Regions from separate parts of the Mus musculus genome. Here all the other regions are linked to region 1. A link is a contact called in public HiChIP or PLAC-seq and promoter capture Hi-C data. All regions are on one chromosome and are shown on one strand. The core of a region is the stretch at or near the end of the contact, and the rest is flanking DNA. Distances in the headings are between cores, read along the strand shown. Region 1 holds the start of Triml2 (tripartite motif family-like 2). Region 2 holds the start of Pcm1 (pericentriolar material 1). Region 3 holds the start of Mtnr1a (melatonin receptor 1A). Region 4 holds the start of Fat1 (FAT atypical cadherin 1).

What was found. Promoter capture Hi-C pulls out the DNA fragments that hold promoters and counts their contacts. HiChIP or PLAC-seq counts read pairs in DNA pulled down with a chosen protein or histone mark.
Region 2: a contact with region 1 is called in an H3K27ac HiChIP or PLAC-seq map of extraembryonic endoderm stem cells, with 11 times the contacts expected there. The contact joins the promoter of Pcm1 here to the promoter of Triml2 in region 1. A contact is called at or near these places in 4 of 115 datasets of contacts at active chromatin or transcription factors (embryonic stem cells and extraembryonic endoderm stem cells) and 1 of 9 other capture datasets (embryonic stem cells).
Region 3: a contact with region 1 is called in a promoter capture Hi-C map of hippocampal neurons, with 4 times the contacts expected there. The contact joins the promoter of Mtnr1a here to the promoter of Triml2 in region 1. A contact is called at or near these places in 6 of 39 promoter capture datasets (the 3T3-L1 cell line, 3T3-L1-derived adipocytes, the C10 cell line and 3 more) and 1 of 115 datasets of contacts at active chromatin or transcription factors (embryonic stem cells).
Region 4: a contact with region 1 is called in a promoter capture Hi-C map of embryonic stem cells, with 5 times the contacts expected there. The contact joins the promoter of Fat1 here to the promoter of Triml2 in region 1. A contact is called at or near these places in 3 of 39 promoter capture datasets (cranial neural crest, embryonic stem cells and hippocampal neurons), 8 of 484 Hi-C or Micro-C datasets (adipose-derived mesenchymal stem cells, cerebellum, cerebral cortex and 4 more), 12 of 115 datasets of contacts at active chromatin or transcription factors (astrocytes, embryonic forebrain, embryonic limb bud and 7 more) and 3 of 9 other capture datasets (adipose tissue, embryonic stem cells and pancreatic islet).

Annotation. Positions count from the first base shown.
Region 1 is chr8:43,178,609-43,182,060 of GRCm38.p6, reverse strand. It overlaps Triml2 (tripartite motif family-like 2), which reads right to left and starts at 1,525. Exons shown (of 8, transcript NM_001381929.1): 1 at 1,449-1,525. It also overlaps a transcript of Triml1 not described here.
Region 2 is chr8:41,238,262-41,241,713 of GRCm38.p6, reverse strand. It overlaps Pcm1 (pericentriolar material 1), which reads right to left and starts at 1,955. Exons shown (of 38, transcript NM_023662.3): 1 at 1,751-1,955.
Region 3 is chr8:45,067,441-45,070,892 of GRCm38.p6, reverse strand. Mtnr1a (melatonin receptor 1A) reads right to left here and starts at 1,786. Exons shown (of 2, transcript NM_008639.3): 1 at 1,491-1,786. The coding sequence starts at 1,683.
Region 4 is chr8:44,948,673-44,952,124 of GRCm38.p6, reverse strand. Fat1 (FAT atypical cadherin 1) reads right to left here and starts at 1,917. Exons shown (of 26, transcript NM_001081286.2): 1 at 1-1,917. The coding sequence starts at 1,911.

The sequences.
Region 1 (3,452 bases), core at 276-2,775:
ATATACCATCTTTATATCTTTTTTTGTGAGAGAGGGTTTCCCTAGGTCCTTGAACTTGCTATGTAGACCAAGCTGGCTTAGAACTCAGAGATCTTCCAGCCTGTCTCCCCAGTACTTGGATTAAGTGTGCCCCCATATCCATCTTTTTTTTTTTTTAAGATTTATTTATTTACTATATGTAAGTACACTGTAGCTGTTTTCAGACACACCAGAAGAGGGCATTCGATTTCATTACAGATGGTTGTGAGCCACCATGTGGTTGCTGGGATTTGAATTCAGGACCTCCAGAAGAGTAGTCAGTGCTCTTAACCGCTGAGCCATCTCTCCAGCCATCCTTAAAAACAGTATTTTTGTTGTCATTTGTTTGTCTTTTTCTTGGGTTTTTGTTTGTTTGTTTGTTTTTGTTTTGGAGGGGAAGACTTCTATCAGTCAGCAAAAGGTTAAAGCAAATCAAAAGGACAGGTCAAATATTAGTTTTTAATAAAAAACAAAACCAAGAAATTCAGGCCAGATTGTGTGTGCCTTTAGTCCTAGCATTAAGGAGGCAGCAGAGAGGCAGAGCCAGGCATATCTCTTAGAGTTTGAGGTCAGCCTGATCTACAGCGAGGGTTGAAGACAGTCAGGGATGCACAGAGAAACCCTGACTCAAAAAAATCAAAACCAAAACCAAAAAACCCCAGGAAATTCCCGCCTCCCTGGGCTTGCTTTCCTGAATGTATCATTTACCTTTTGTCTTGCCTTTCTCAGGCGTTCTTTTATTCTTTTACTGCCCACCCCCCAAGTCTCTCATCTAGGGACCACTACCATCCATCAATCAACCATCCATCAAGCTTCCAAGGATACCAAAATTAAGTTGTTGAATTTGATCAGGCAGGATAGTTCACAACCGGCTTGTAACTCCAGCACTTGGGAAGCTAAGGCTGTGAGTTCAACAGCTAACAGCAGTCCAAAGCGAGGCCCAGTCTCATTAAAAAGTTTAAGTATTTTAATGGTGTCCCAGAAACATCCCCAGTCTGGGCTACTTGTGGAGGTTCAAGTCTAGTGTCCCCCCAAGTCGACTCAGCCATCTGTGGCTCCAGTTCGTGGTGGACCCAACACCCTCCTCTAGCCTCCGAGGGCACCAGGTATGCTTGCAGAACAACGCTCCCATACATAAATCAACTAATTTATTTTTTAAATAAAAAGTTGGCCCGCCTTGATGGTGTGTGAAGGCCGCTTCTGCCAAGCCCGAAGGCAGAATCCTCAGGCCCTCCGGGTTGGACGGAGAGAACCAAACCGATGACTTCCTTAAGCCTGACCACCAAGCCAGGTCTCCCCGCAACCCCCACCCCACCCCCCACATGCGCACACAAAATAAATGTTTAAAAAACTTAGTCGTTGGAAAACAAACAAACAAACAAACAAAAAGTATGATTACGGAAATGATGATGCAAAGCGGGAAAACTCACCTTCCTTTCCAGAAATCTTAAGGATTTCCTTCAGGGAAAGCCACAGCCAGTGGAGACCAGAGACTTCAGTACGAAGGTCAGTTCCGGGTCTCACAAAGCGTCACATAAACCGGCCATTTCGACCTTTATTACCGGATTGGTCCGGATTGGTCCGGAAGCAGCAGAAGTGGCTTCAGATACTTTTGAATCTGTTTCCTGGCCCCACCTCCTAGGTAGGTTAATTTACATTTCTAAACAGTTGTCTGAAAACTCTTCAGTAAAACACTGACCTTGGCTGAAAACTCTTCGGTAAAACACAGACCTTGGGTGTGATCTCAGGCCCAGACAGATTGGATAGCACATTGCTGATAGTCCCTGAATTGGAAAGGCTGAGTCAGGAGGATTGCTGCAAATTTGAAGTGGACCCAGGATAAGAGGTGAGTTCCTACCCAGCTTGGATCACAGAGATTCTGAAAACAGATAAACCACTACTAATCTATCCATTCATCCTCGAATTTTATATAATAATAATAATAGTAAAAAGCTGTGTGTAGCAGTGCATGCCTTTAGTCCTAGCATGGTGGGAGGGGGACAGCAGAGGCAGGAGGATGTCTGTGGATTGAGTTCGAGACCAGCCTGATTTATAAAAGACAGACAGACAGACAGACAGACAGACAGACAGACAGACAGACAGACACGGGGGGGGGGGAGAGAGAGAGAGAGAGAGAGAGAGAGAGAGAGAGAGAGAGAGAGAGAGAGAGAGAGAGAGAGAGAGAGAGAGAAGAGAGAGCATACATTGGGATGGGGTGTGAAAGAGGAAAATGGAACAGCAGAGATGGAAGGGTTTAATGGAGGAGTCCCCCAGGGAGATGGAGGGAGAGGAAGGGGGCCAACTAAAGCAAAATGTATTTTTTTAATTCCTTAAGGTAATTAAAAGCAAATTTAAAAACTATAAAACAAAAGAGAAAGGTACTTTTAAGATGTTGTGCCCTATGTGTGGTGATCATTAATAGGAATGCAGACCATGAGACTACTTTGCAGGATCTGTCTTGTTTTCCTCAGCCTCAGCCTCTTATCTTTAACTGCTAATGCTTTTTCACTAGAGAAGAATGACTCACTTGGTTCTCCAGAATGTTTGCTTCAGGGAAGGGTCACTGCTTTGCAGGGAGATAACCGCCTGCCTAAGGACTTTGTCTCAGGAGGGGGTGTGGGGGAGGAAGGGGCGGGCCCAGTGAAGAGGAAAATCTCTCTAGTTCCCTAATCTTACAGTCCTGTCTCTGACAGGGATTATGTCATGCGCCAATCCTTGCTAAGCAAAGGAGAGAGGGTTTTAAATCTAATTTTATTTTTTTTTAAGCAGTTGGCATGACAACCAGCAAATCCTCCTACCTGGCTCTCCTGATCTTCCAGATCAGATTCAGCACTAGGCATCTAGCACCGTGGCTCTCCTGTCTGGAGAGATTCTCTGTACCTTCTCCCTAAACTGAATTCCTCACGCTTGCTTTCTCAGATAAACCACCTTCTTCTTTTTTTTTTTTCCCTATTTCTTTAGTCTGGAGAGGATTTTCTTTTTAAAAATATACCCAATCTCTTTTCTTCTAAGCCTTGGGGCAAAAAACATGTGTGAGATTTTGACCTGCCCCCTTTTTGGGTTTTGAGACAGCCTTGTGTGTGTGTGTGTGTGTGTGTGTGTGTGTGTGTGAGAGAGAGAGAGAGAGAGAGAGAGAGAGAGAGAGAGAGAGAGAGAGAGAGTTTCAACAAGACAGGGTTTCTCTGTATAGTCCTGGCTCTCCTGGAACTCACTTTGTAGACCAGGCTGGCCTTGAACTCAGAAATCCACCTGCCTCTGCCTCCCAAGTGCTGGGATTAAAGGCCTGTGTCACCAGCCTTTTGCTATATATAGAAAGCTGAGTTTAAACTTGTGGCACTCCTGCCTCAGATTCCATAGTGCTGAAAATTTCATGTGTACAGACAGCACCATGCTCTGAAAGGAAGGACTGGCTTCTAGCTGTCTTGTTTTCTCTA
Region 2 (3,452 bases), core at 706-3,205, 1.9 Mb after region 1:
TTATTTAGCTAGTAGGAGCGGCACAGCTCTCAAAGGATGAAGATACACCAAAATGGCAGGTCAGAAGGCTGCACACCCAAAGTGTGTGCTTACTAAATAGACCCTTCAACCCTGCACCAGCTTTTAGACAGCATAGCCCAGTATAAAGTGTTCCCAACTTTAATACATATGAAACTAACACACTAAGGTGTCAAAAACAAATTTTCCCCATTTCAGAAATACCTTTCTGTTCCACGGTTCAAAGCAACTGTCTGCTTATTAAAATTTTAAAAACCCAGTAAATTCTTACACTTTATACTTAGAAAGAAAGCACTAAATTTATGACCTATCGTTTCAGATAATTAAAAATATGTAATTTATAAATAATTTTAAACTCAATTTACATTAACAAAGACGTTTAGATACCCCAAGTCTCTAAGATCCTTCCAAACGCTTTGGGTGTTAACACTCACTTTGGAATATAATGAAAATAGCCCGCAGCTGCCATCTAAAGACCCTTGAAGAAAATGTACTCTCCTGATTAAGTCATTAAATCCCTGTTACTCAAACTATTCAAGAACTTGTTACTCTCTTATTTTTTAAAAAAGCTTTAGGCATGAGAATTCTTTTTTTTTTTTTAACTACATTTACCGAGGTGTACCTTCAAGTGCGAAATTCGGTATTAACGACGCCAGCCAGTGGCCCTGACCAGGAAGGTGATAGGGAAAAGGCAGAAGCAGGTGCACAAAAAGCTCTTGAACACCGGCTCTAGTAACCAGAGAACACCGAAGGCGGGGTCTGGAAAGCGGTTATGGGGCGGGGGTAGGAGGCGGTAGGGGCACCCAGAAAGCCCGCTTCTTCTAAGCGCCAAAGCACGATCTGTCACCCGTAGTTCCCACACCAATCCTAATACCGCCATGAAAGAAAGGGGAGGAAAAAAACGTTTTGTGTTTTGTTTTGGGTTTGGACCAGGCTAGCGCGAGAGGAAAAGTTGGTTCACGCAGACGCCCCCACAGGGGGGCCGAACACCTAATCCTTAACAGCAGTCTCTGCAAAGCAAGCCAGGCTGCCAGAATCCCACTGGACATCTCGCTTCCCTCCCACCCACCCATCCCCAGTCTCCCCCTCGCCCCCCCACCACCCATTCTAGATGTAAAGAAACTGGATCTTCCCGAAGGGGTGAAGAAGGGGCAGTGGGAGGAGCGCGGAGAAGGATTATTAAATTAACATTTTCTTAGCGAAAAGAACCTACTAGCAGGAGTCAGGAACGCCTCCAGGGGCCTTCCTGCTCCAAGAATAAAAGGGACCGCAGAAAACTCCCGGGCCACAGACTCTCTGCACCCAGGAGGATCCGGGCCGCCCGGGACCCCTCCCAGGATGGAATTCGGCGGGTGGGCTGGGAGGGATGGCGGTCCCCGGGGCCTCGGGCCGCCAAGGCCAGTTTCTTTCGGAACTCATCACCCCGAACTACAAGGCAACCTTCCCCTCCACCCTGGAGGGGGGTGAAATCTCCAGCACCGGGCGAGCGGTCCTCACATGGGACGCCCCAAGATCGTGGAGGCGCCAGCCAGCGTCGTCCCAGACGCTCGCCAGAGCTAGCGTGTCAGTCGGCGCCGAGAGGAGCCGATGACAGCCTGGGGGTGGGGAAGGATCGCGCAGCCATGGGACCTCAGAGTTAAAACGGGCAGGCGTGGCCCCAGGCCGCTTCCAGCGCCGCGCCCGCCTCGAACCACCCTGTGCTCCGGCCCGCGGTGGCCCAGGGCCGCGTTACCTGGAAACGAAGCCGCCCCTCCTGCCAAGGGCCGAGTGGCGGTCGGCCGCCCCTCCAGGAGCCGCCGCCGGCAGCGGTTCTTCCTCCAAGACCGCGGAAGGGAGGCCCACAAATCCCCCTCGACTGCCCAAAGCCCCAATGGCCGCCTTCTCTACATTAGCTAACTAGGCGCCAACCGCCGCAGCCACCGCCATCTTAGGACCTCATTGTGGTGGGAGAAGAGTGGGGGGCGGGGGAACTGCAGAGGGGGGGGGGGGCGCAACGCTCCGCGAGACGAGCGCGGTCTCCTCGGCAACGGCTGCGCGGGGGCGAGAACTCGCCGGGGCTGGAGCCGCAGTGCGAACTCCGGGCGTGCGGTGACCTGAGTCACGTGACGCTCGGGCCTTCCGTGGAGTCACGTACCGCCCCTCTAGTCAGGAAAAGATTTGTGCAGACGAACAACCTGGGAACTACACATCCCAGAATGCCCACTCAACTGGGTAGCCAAAAGAAACGGAACTACAAATCCCAGTGTGCTGTGCGCCTGCCAGATGGCTCCGCTGTGTTTTTTAAGGCTTGAGGCCTGTGGGGTTTATAAGTGCTTTAGCTCACTGCAAGTCTCCGGGCGCTTTCTAATTTTCTGTGGAGGCATGAGCTTCCAGATGGAGACCGGAAGACTGGGAACCCTTGTAGTGCATTCCTACCCACTTTCCTATCACGAAGGATACTGATGAGCCTTTACAATCTAACCCCTAATTTTAGCAAGGATATTAAATCAGTATGTCATGTGTGCTTAGTCGGTGGAAGAATCATAAATAAGATTGTCAGTGGTCATTGCCACTTGGAACGCTGTCCCGCTACTTTGTTGGTAGAAAGAAGTAGTTGTAAACAGAGTTTAATCTTGTGAAATTTTCGCTGAACGGATAGTCTTTGAAATCCTGTTTAATTTATATTCTTGCTAACGGCTGTGTTAAGGTTAATAAATGGATAAATAGTGTCATAAAAACAGCACAAAACAAAACTTTTTTTTTTTAAGTTGCAAGGCTTTCAATATGCCAGGCTCCGAAGTTAAGACTACCTGTCGATTTTAGTTGCATGCATACACATTCTGTTTTTAGACAGCTTCTAAATGTCTAAAATAGGATTTTTTTAAATGTAAAATAATGTAATTGAGAAAGAATAGGTTTCTGTTTTTCCACAATAAATTGCTCCACACAATTACCAACAAATTGTTTACAAAACAAAATACTACAACTCTCTCAGAGCACCACGGTTCCTATCAACTAAACTCTTCCTGCCCAGGGCAATTTACTACTGTGTCCATAGCCTTCTGTATTCGTTTTTATCCTGTTTCTGAGGCAACGTCTCTTGTATCTCAGGCTGGCCTCAAATCTCTGACTTCAGATCCTTCTGCTTGTGGAATGCTGAAGTGTAGCATTCCACCTCAATGTAGCTTGTATACATAAAAACATACGATACCTTAAGGAAATGAATCAGTACACTGCTGGAAATCAAACCCAGGGTTTCATGCATGCTAGGCAAACATTCTGTCAACTGAGCTACACACCCAGCCGGGTAGTGGATATTGAACCTAGGGCTTTTCGACATGACATGCTAGGCAAGTACTCTACTACTGACCTATAATCTTTAGGCCTCTATTTTTCATTTGGATCTGAGTCTCACTAAGTTGCCTACACAGATCTCTCTCTCTCTCTCTCTCTCT
Region 3 (3,452 bases), core at 537-3,036, 1.9 Mb before region 1:
TTGAACTCAATGATGGTGTGTTTGAGCCAGTAGTCTAGTTATATAAATATGATGCTCTAAAGCTTTGCAAATTAAAACTCACCAAGGGTCTTCTGTACAGTGAGAGGAATGCAGTATATGGACTCAAGAAGTTGCTTAGACAATAATGTTCAAAATAGTAGGACAGTTGGGGTACTTTTCCCAAGCCACCAGAATCGTGAACACCTTTTATAGGAAATGTCTCATAGGATTCAGACTTCTCAAGTAAAGGTTATAGAGACCAATGGAGCAAGGTAGGTGAGCTCCAGGCAGGAACCCCAAGAATTAGAGCCTCCCACTACTGAGCCTCACTACACCCTTCTCTGTAAAGTGAATGAGTCTGATGCCCGACCCTTGGGCTCACTCAAGGACTTTCTGTATGGGTGCTCAGGGTCCCAGTGCAGCTTGTGGAGACTCCTAGCTCTCAGAAGGGGTGTGCTCCCCCAACTATTCGCTTATCCCAACTATTCATTTATTACAGTGGTGGAGACCAAGCCTAGGGCTTTGCCAATGCTCCACAAACAACAACCACCAAGCTATTGAATTCTGAAGACTGGATTCTAGTTTAGGCCGATCATCCGTGAAAGGAAGTCATCCCGTTTTCTAAGCCAAACTGAATTCACATTATCAGATATTTTCAAACTAATTCTTGTACTTTGCACAGCCCGAAGCGTTGCAGAAGCTAGGCCAAAGGTGAGCCACATGCTGCCTGAATTTGAGTTTTCACCAGCTACCTGGTTTAGGACAAAAATATCATTTGGGGCCATTTATTTAAGCAAATGGATTCCCCTCTACCCTTCTACCAAAAGTTTACTTCCAAACCAGGAACAGAAATCCAAGCAACCTTGACGCTGTTTGAAGGCATAAAAAAGCTTAGGGAGAACCGACCAACCCGCTCTTACGCTCTTACGCAGGGTAACTAGGTCAGCTCATTGCTCCAGGGAACCCCAACTGTAACTCAAACACAGAATTAACTCTAGTCCTATATTCTATGCAAATGCATTTCTCGCTACAGTTTTCATCTTCTAAAATGCAGATTTGACTTGAGGAACAAAGGTGCTTCCTCAGCATTCTTAGCATCTTCCCAGACTACCTTGCAATTTGGTGCTGTTAGCTGAAAACCACACCTGATAACAAAAGCCAAGCAGTAGCTCTGTTGTTTTTGGCGGCTTCTGCATCTTCTCCTATTTTTGCGAAGTTGGGGGAAATGGATTTTATGCAAATCCAAACAACTGATGATGAGTTCGTTGATCTAGATGAGTAAAGAGATGCTGTGGGAGGGAACAGAGTTTTACATCTCTAAGAACTGAAGACTCCTGGATGATCTTTGTCAAGGCATCTTATAGAGGGACAGGGTCAAGAGAAAGGAGAGAAAATTATCCAAAGTCTCATTTCTCAGAAACGGACTTTCTGAAGTTTTCTCAGTGTCCCGCAATGGGGCTAGCGCTGGGAAAGGTGCCCGGAGCCCCTACCTGAGTTCCTGAGCTTCTTGTTGCGGTACACAGACAGGATGACCAGCAGGTTGCCCAGAATGTCCACCACGATGGTAAAGATGAGGATGAAGGCCAGTGTAGAGGCCAGCCAGGACGGTCGTGGTCTCCCTCCCTCCCCGCCGCCTGGAGCCTGCTGAGTGGCATTGAGCAGCTCGCTGACATTGCCCTTCATGGTCCCCTGGGTGCCTCACCGCAGCACAGCCAGGGCCATTGTCCTGTCGCCCCGGAGCCCTCAACTGCTCAGCTCTGCTCGAGCCCTCTCCGCCACTTTTTATGGCCCTCCCGCGTCTACTTTGCATCCTTATGATTGCTTCGCGGCTGTCCTGCCCACTCCAGCCCCTCCCGGTGGTAGGACACCCTCTCTGCACTTGGCCACTGCCGCCTGCTGACACCTGCTGTCCACTGCCCAGCAACTTGGACTCGGAGGTCCCACAGTGCGTGCACGTTGCGCCCCCGTGTGGCGAGACTCGGTGAGACACGTGGAGGCATCAAGTGGAGGGAAACTTGCACCCTGGAAGGCCTCGATTCACGAACTTGAATCCTAACCAGGACTAGATGCCCTGGATGTCTTATCCGGAAAATGAAGATGAAAATAGAATCTAACTCATCAACTTTAATAGTCAATGATGTGTAAAAATAAAGTAATAATGATATTAAATCACACCCTTTCCGTCTGGCATAGCACGATTTAATGTCTGTTCTGGGTGTTTCTGGCAATTAAACGAAACAAAATGTAAATATTTGCAGATGACAGGTGTATATGTTCTTTTGAAACTATCAGTGAAAACAGAAACTTGAGATAATAGAAGCAGACGTAGAACCACAGTGTAAGATTTCTGGGAAGTGCATTAGCCAGCTCTGTACAGAATGGAACAAAACCCCAAAACTTTCTTCAACATGGGGAAGGAGACTTACACAAAACATATGATGTTCTCATATTGAACACTTAAATTTTCATGCTCTCCATATATTTTATGGCTGTCCAATTCCTAAGCATTTCCAAAGTCCCTTTGAAAGAGTGAAGAAAAATGAAGAAAATACATTTTAAGAAGATGAATACCAGAAAAGCATGACATGACAATATTAAAATCTGTATTAAAATTAAACAATGTGTCGTAGCTCTGGAGGCTGAGGCAGGAGAATCAACACCAGTTTGGGGGCATCTTGAGCTGTGTGGTCAATCAGTGTTGCTGTATAAAATCCTGTCTCAACAAATCATATTAAGTAAAATGGTTGTGTTCATCAATAATTTCAAGAAGAAATGCAATGCAGAATTGAGGGGCCTGAGCGTGTGGCTCTGTCGTTAGGGCTCCTGTGCAGCATTTGCAAAATCTTAGACTCCATTTCTAGTGCTGTATAAACTGGATGTGGCACCTCAGTCACGTAACCCCAGCACCCAGGAGGGAAGGCAAAGGATCAGAGGTTCAAGGTCATCCTCCGCTGTTCAGGACAAACCTGGGATGTGCGAGATTTCATCTAAACCGAGAATAAAGCACAGAATTAAGAAGGTTAATGTTTTAAATTAGCAATGAGGGAAATCGGTGATGGACAGGAAGATATGTTTAAGGGAATGTGGGTAAGTGAGTCTCTAAACTTGAGGTAAGGAAGGGCCCCCTCACTAAGTGAGCATGAGAGGGAGAGTGGGACCGAACCCCATCATCGTGAGCATAGAAAAGACCCATGAGCTTAGGTCATCAACTGACCTAGGGCTCTCTGCACAGCCCTGGGAGAGCTTTTTCAAATGGGCAGTCTTACACGATGTTAATCTGACAGGGTTTGACACTGTGAGGGCCATATGTTGGCTGAAACCCTGCAACACTGGCCAGTGAAGTAACGTGCAGAGGTATGCAATCAGTCATGAGTGAAAACAGGTTTTGAACTTGAGTCCCCCTGAGTCCACAGCTCCAAACCTCATTTCTAAGTGACTGTGTTTCTCAATAG
Region 4 (3,452 bases), core at 668-3,167, 1.8 Mb before region 1:
TGCGCCCAAGCCATCCGTGAGGGAGTGCTTTAAGGACAGCACACCGGAGCTGGGGTTTAAGCCAAACAAATCCAACTCATTTCCGGCTTCAATCTGGTACCGGACCAGCTGCAGCTCGTCGGCGTCAATGGCAGACACGGTGGTTATCTGCTCCCCCACACCTAGGTCTCGGGGAATGGTCCCCTCACAGTTTATCCTCTCAAACAGGGGTGTGTTGTCATTCAGGTTATTGAGAGTAATCGTGGCGAGGACTTCGACTTCCCGGCGGTATGGCAAGCCCCAGTCAGACGCACGGATCCTCAGCGTGTACACGCGAGGCATCAGTTCATAGTCCAGATTCTCAGAGGTACTCACGGTTCCCGTGAAGTGGTCAATGACAAACGGCACGTGATTTAAGTTTGCAATACTGTAAGTCACGTAGCCATTCTCCCCCTCGTCGGGGTCCATCGCACTCACCCTCGTGACTGCGGCACCGATAGGCGCGTTCTCATCGATGGATGCTTTGTACGAGGTCTGTGTAAACTCAGGGGGGTTGCTGTTTGTACCTAAAACTTTGACCACCACTCGGGCGGAGGCTCTTTTGTCACTTGTTGTCACCTCGAGTTCAAAATGGGATGTGTGCTGCCTTCTAATGGGTTCTAAAATGGAAATGAGACCCGTGTTGTGATTCAAACCGAATTTAGGTTTTCCAGGAGCGCTTTTAAAAACATACCTCAAATGGGAATAACTAGGAATGGCTTTGACCAGGACCACGGGTGTATGTGGAGGGGCAAACTCACTGATCTCGGCTCTGTAAACATCCATTTCAAACTTGACAGGGCCAGCTCTGAACTGTGGAGAAATGATGTGAACAACTTTCACGGGGGAAAACTGGGGAGGAGTCCCTTTGTCTTTAGCCTGCAATGTCAGGTTGTAGCCGTAAGGATGGCTGTCCCAGTCGACGGCCCCGACGGCTTTCACTTTGAATGCTTTACTCCCTGGGAAAGACCTCACTGTTTTAAACTGCTGAAGGAGGTCGCCAGCCACGATGCTCAAAGACGCTATCTCCCCGTTGGCACCCTGATCACAGTCCTCCACGGTGATGATGGCGTAGGTTGGGTCCTTGTCCAGCTCAGAGGGCGACAACGTCACCGCGGTTATGATGGGCGCGCACTCGTTGGCCTGCTCCACGTGAACTGTCAGCTTGGCCAGGCTGCTGACCCCACTGCTACCGTACAGCTTCATCCCCCGGTCCGCAGCCAGAATCTCCAGCTCATAGAGCTGGGTCTCTAGGAAATCAAGCCTGCCAGTCAAAACAACGACGCCGCTGGTCGGGTGGATAGCAAACACGTCAGTTCTGTCTTTAAAACTGTAGTAAAATTCGCCATTGGTCCCAATGTCCGCATCCGTGGCACTGACTCTTGCGATGCTGGTCCTTATGGCTGTGTTTTCCGGCAAAGAGACGCTGTAGGAGGTGGGGGAGAATAAGGGCCTTAAGTCGTTTGTATCCAGCACTTGTACCCGAACCTTCGCTCGGGCCTCAGCATCGGTGGCTTTCTCCACTGCCTTGACGATCAGCGTGTAATGGTCTCTCACTTCTCTGTTCAGGATGGCGGTATTCCCTCCTTTGGTTCTTATCCTTAGAAAGCAGAAGTCTCCGAGAACATACTCTTCCGCTTTGAACAGGTTTTCGCTGTCTCCTGAGACGATTTTGTACCTTATCTCCCACGAGGGGTCTAAGATGTAGATGCCCATCTTTCTGGGGTGGCCAACATAGGTCTTCGCTGCCGAGTTCTCGTGCACAGTGACATTGTACTGGAAGTGTGTAAACTGGATAGGAGGGGTGGGTTCAAGTCTTTGGCTGCCATCACTGTCTCCAAACTGCTGGAGGAAGAGGAGCAGAAGCAGAAGCAAGGTCAAGTGTCTCCCCATTTTTTAACTCCTGGCCACCTGTAATAGAAGAAGAAGAAAAAAAAGAGTGTCACTTGCTGGAGGGGAAAGAATAAATTGTAAATATAAGCCTTATGCATCAAGCATTCCCCACCCACACTGACTATGAGTAAGCACTTCCCAACACCAACATCAACACTCTAACAACTCTAGAAGAATGTCTGACAGCTATCTTTCTTTTGTTATTGTTTTCATGCGCATCAGCATCAGTGTACGCCTGGGAACAGGTCCTCTGCAAGAGCAACTCTCTTCTTAACCGTTGAGCCATCTCTCCAACCCTGAATTTGATTGTTAAACTTACGTCTTCAGGCCAAACACAGACATCAGTTTTTGAAAAAAGCAGACAAGGAATGCCTCCTCTCACACACCAAGAACTACATCCTCAAAATCATATAAACTTAATTTTCTGGCAGGAAAAATTCTTTTGAGACATAATTTCACGTAACCCAGGCCAGCCTCAAGCTCACTATGTAGTCAAGGATGGACTTGAACCCCTAGCCCTCTTGCCTCAGTCTCCCATTGCATGTTTCACCAAGCCTTGGAAGCTTATAACCTTGTGCTAACACAGGATTGGAAACATGCAGGGTCGCTCAGAAAAAGTCCTAAACGGTGCTCTCACAGGACCATATGTAATGATAGCTTGTAATCTGATCTCACAAATTTATCCTGGAATTATTTCTTCATAAAAATAATTAAGTTCACTCCCTACAGCACTCCCTCATTGTCTCACTTAGTACTGCAAAGCTATTTAAAGGAATTACAGTAACCATTACCGTCAAATCTGCAGTGAAGTAATTTCTAAACACCAACCTGAGCATACAGTCAAAGGTCATTTTATAACAGGAAAACCTGAATTCAGGAGCTTGACAGGCAACAGCTCTGACTACGGCAGAGAAGCAAATCTCTGAGCACTGACATTTTACCATCAGGGTTGTCAATGACCCCTTGTTCGAGGGCCTGGTATCTTCAAAACCCCTCACAACCTGTCCCAAGGGCGTCCCCAGTGAAAGGAGCTACACACGCACAGAAGCTGAAACATCAACGCATCAAGGCAAAGTAGGAAGGATGCAGAGCTGCGGGAAGGGCAGAGAGTCACTGAGGAGCAAAAGAGGGAGCACGAACAAAGGGCAGCCTTTAAACAAGTGGGAAGGTAGGTCAGGTCCACGGGGCTGAGATCGGGCCAGAGAACAGGGCTCTGTTCCCACCAGCTGTTCTTCATCACCCCAGCAAATTCATCCCTGGGGGAGGTGGAAAAAAAATTCAGTGTGCTTCCCCACCCCCCAGTGCTGACAGCACAGTGCAGAAGCTCGCCCTTTGCGGAGTAGCCCTCCGATGAATATGCACAAAACTGTAAGAGACCAGCAAGGGCGAACGAAACAGCAGACCGGAGGGCTGGCTTGACAGCCCAGCAAAATTAGCAATGGCAGCATTAATTTACAGGATCTTAACTCAGCCACTGCCAGCTTGCCCCATTAGTCATTTTATTAAGGGGGGTGGGGGGAGAAGAAAGCCGATATGCCTAA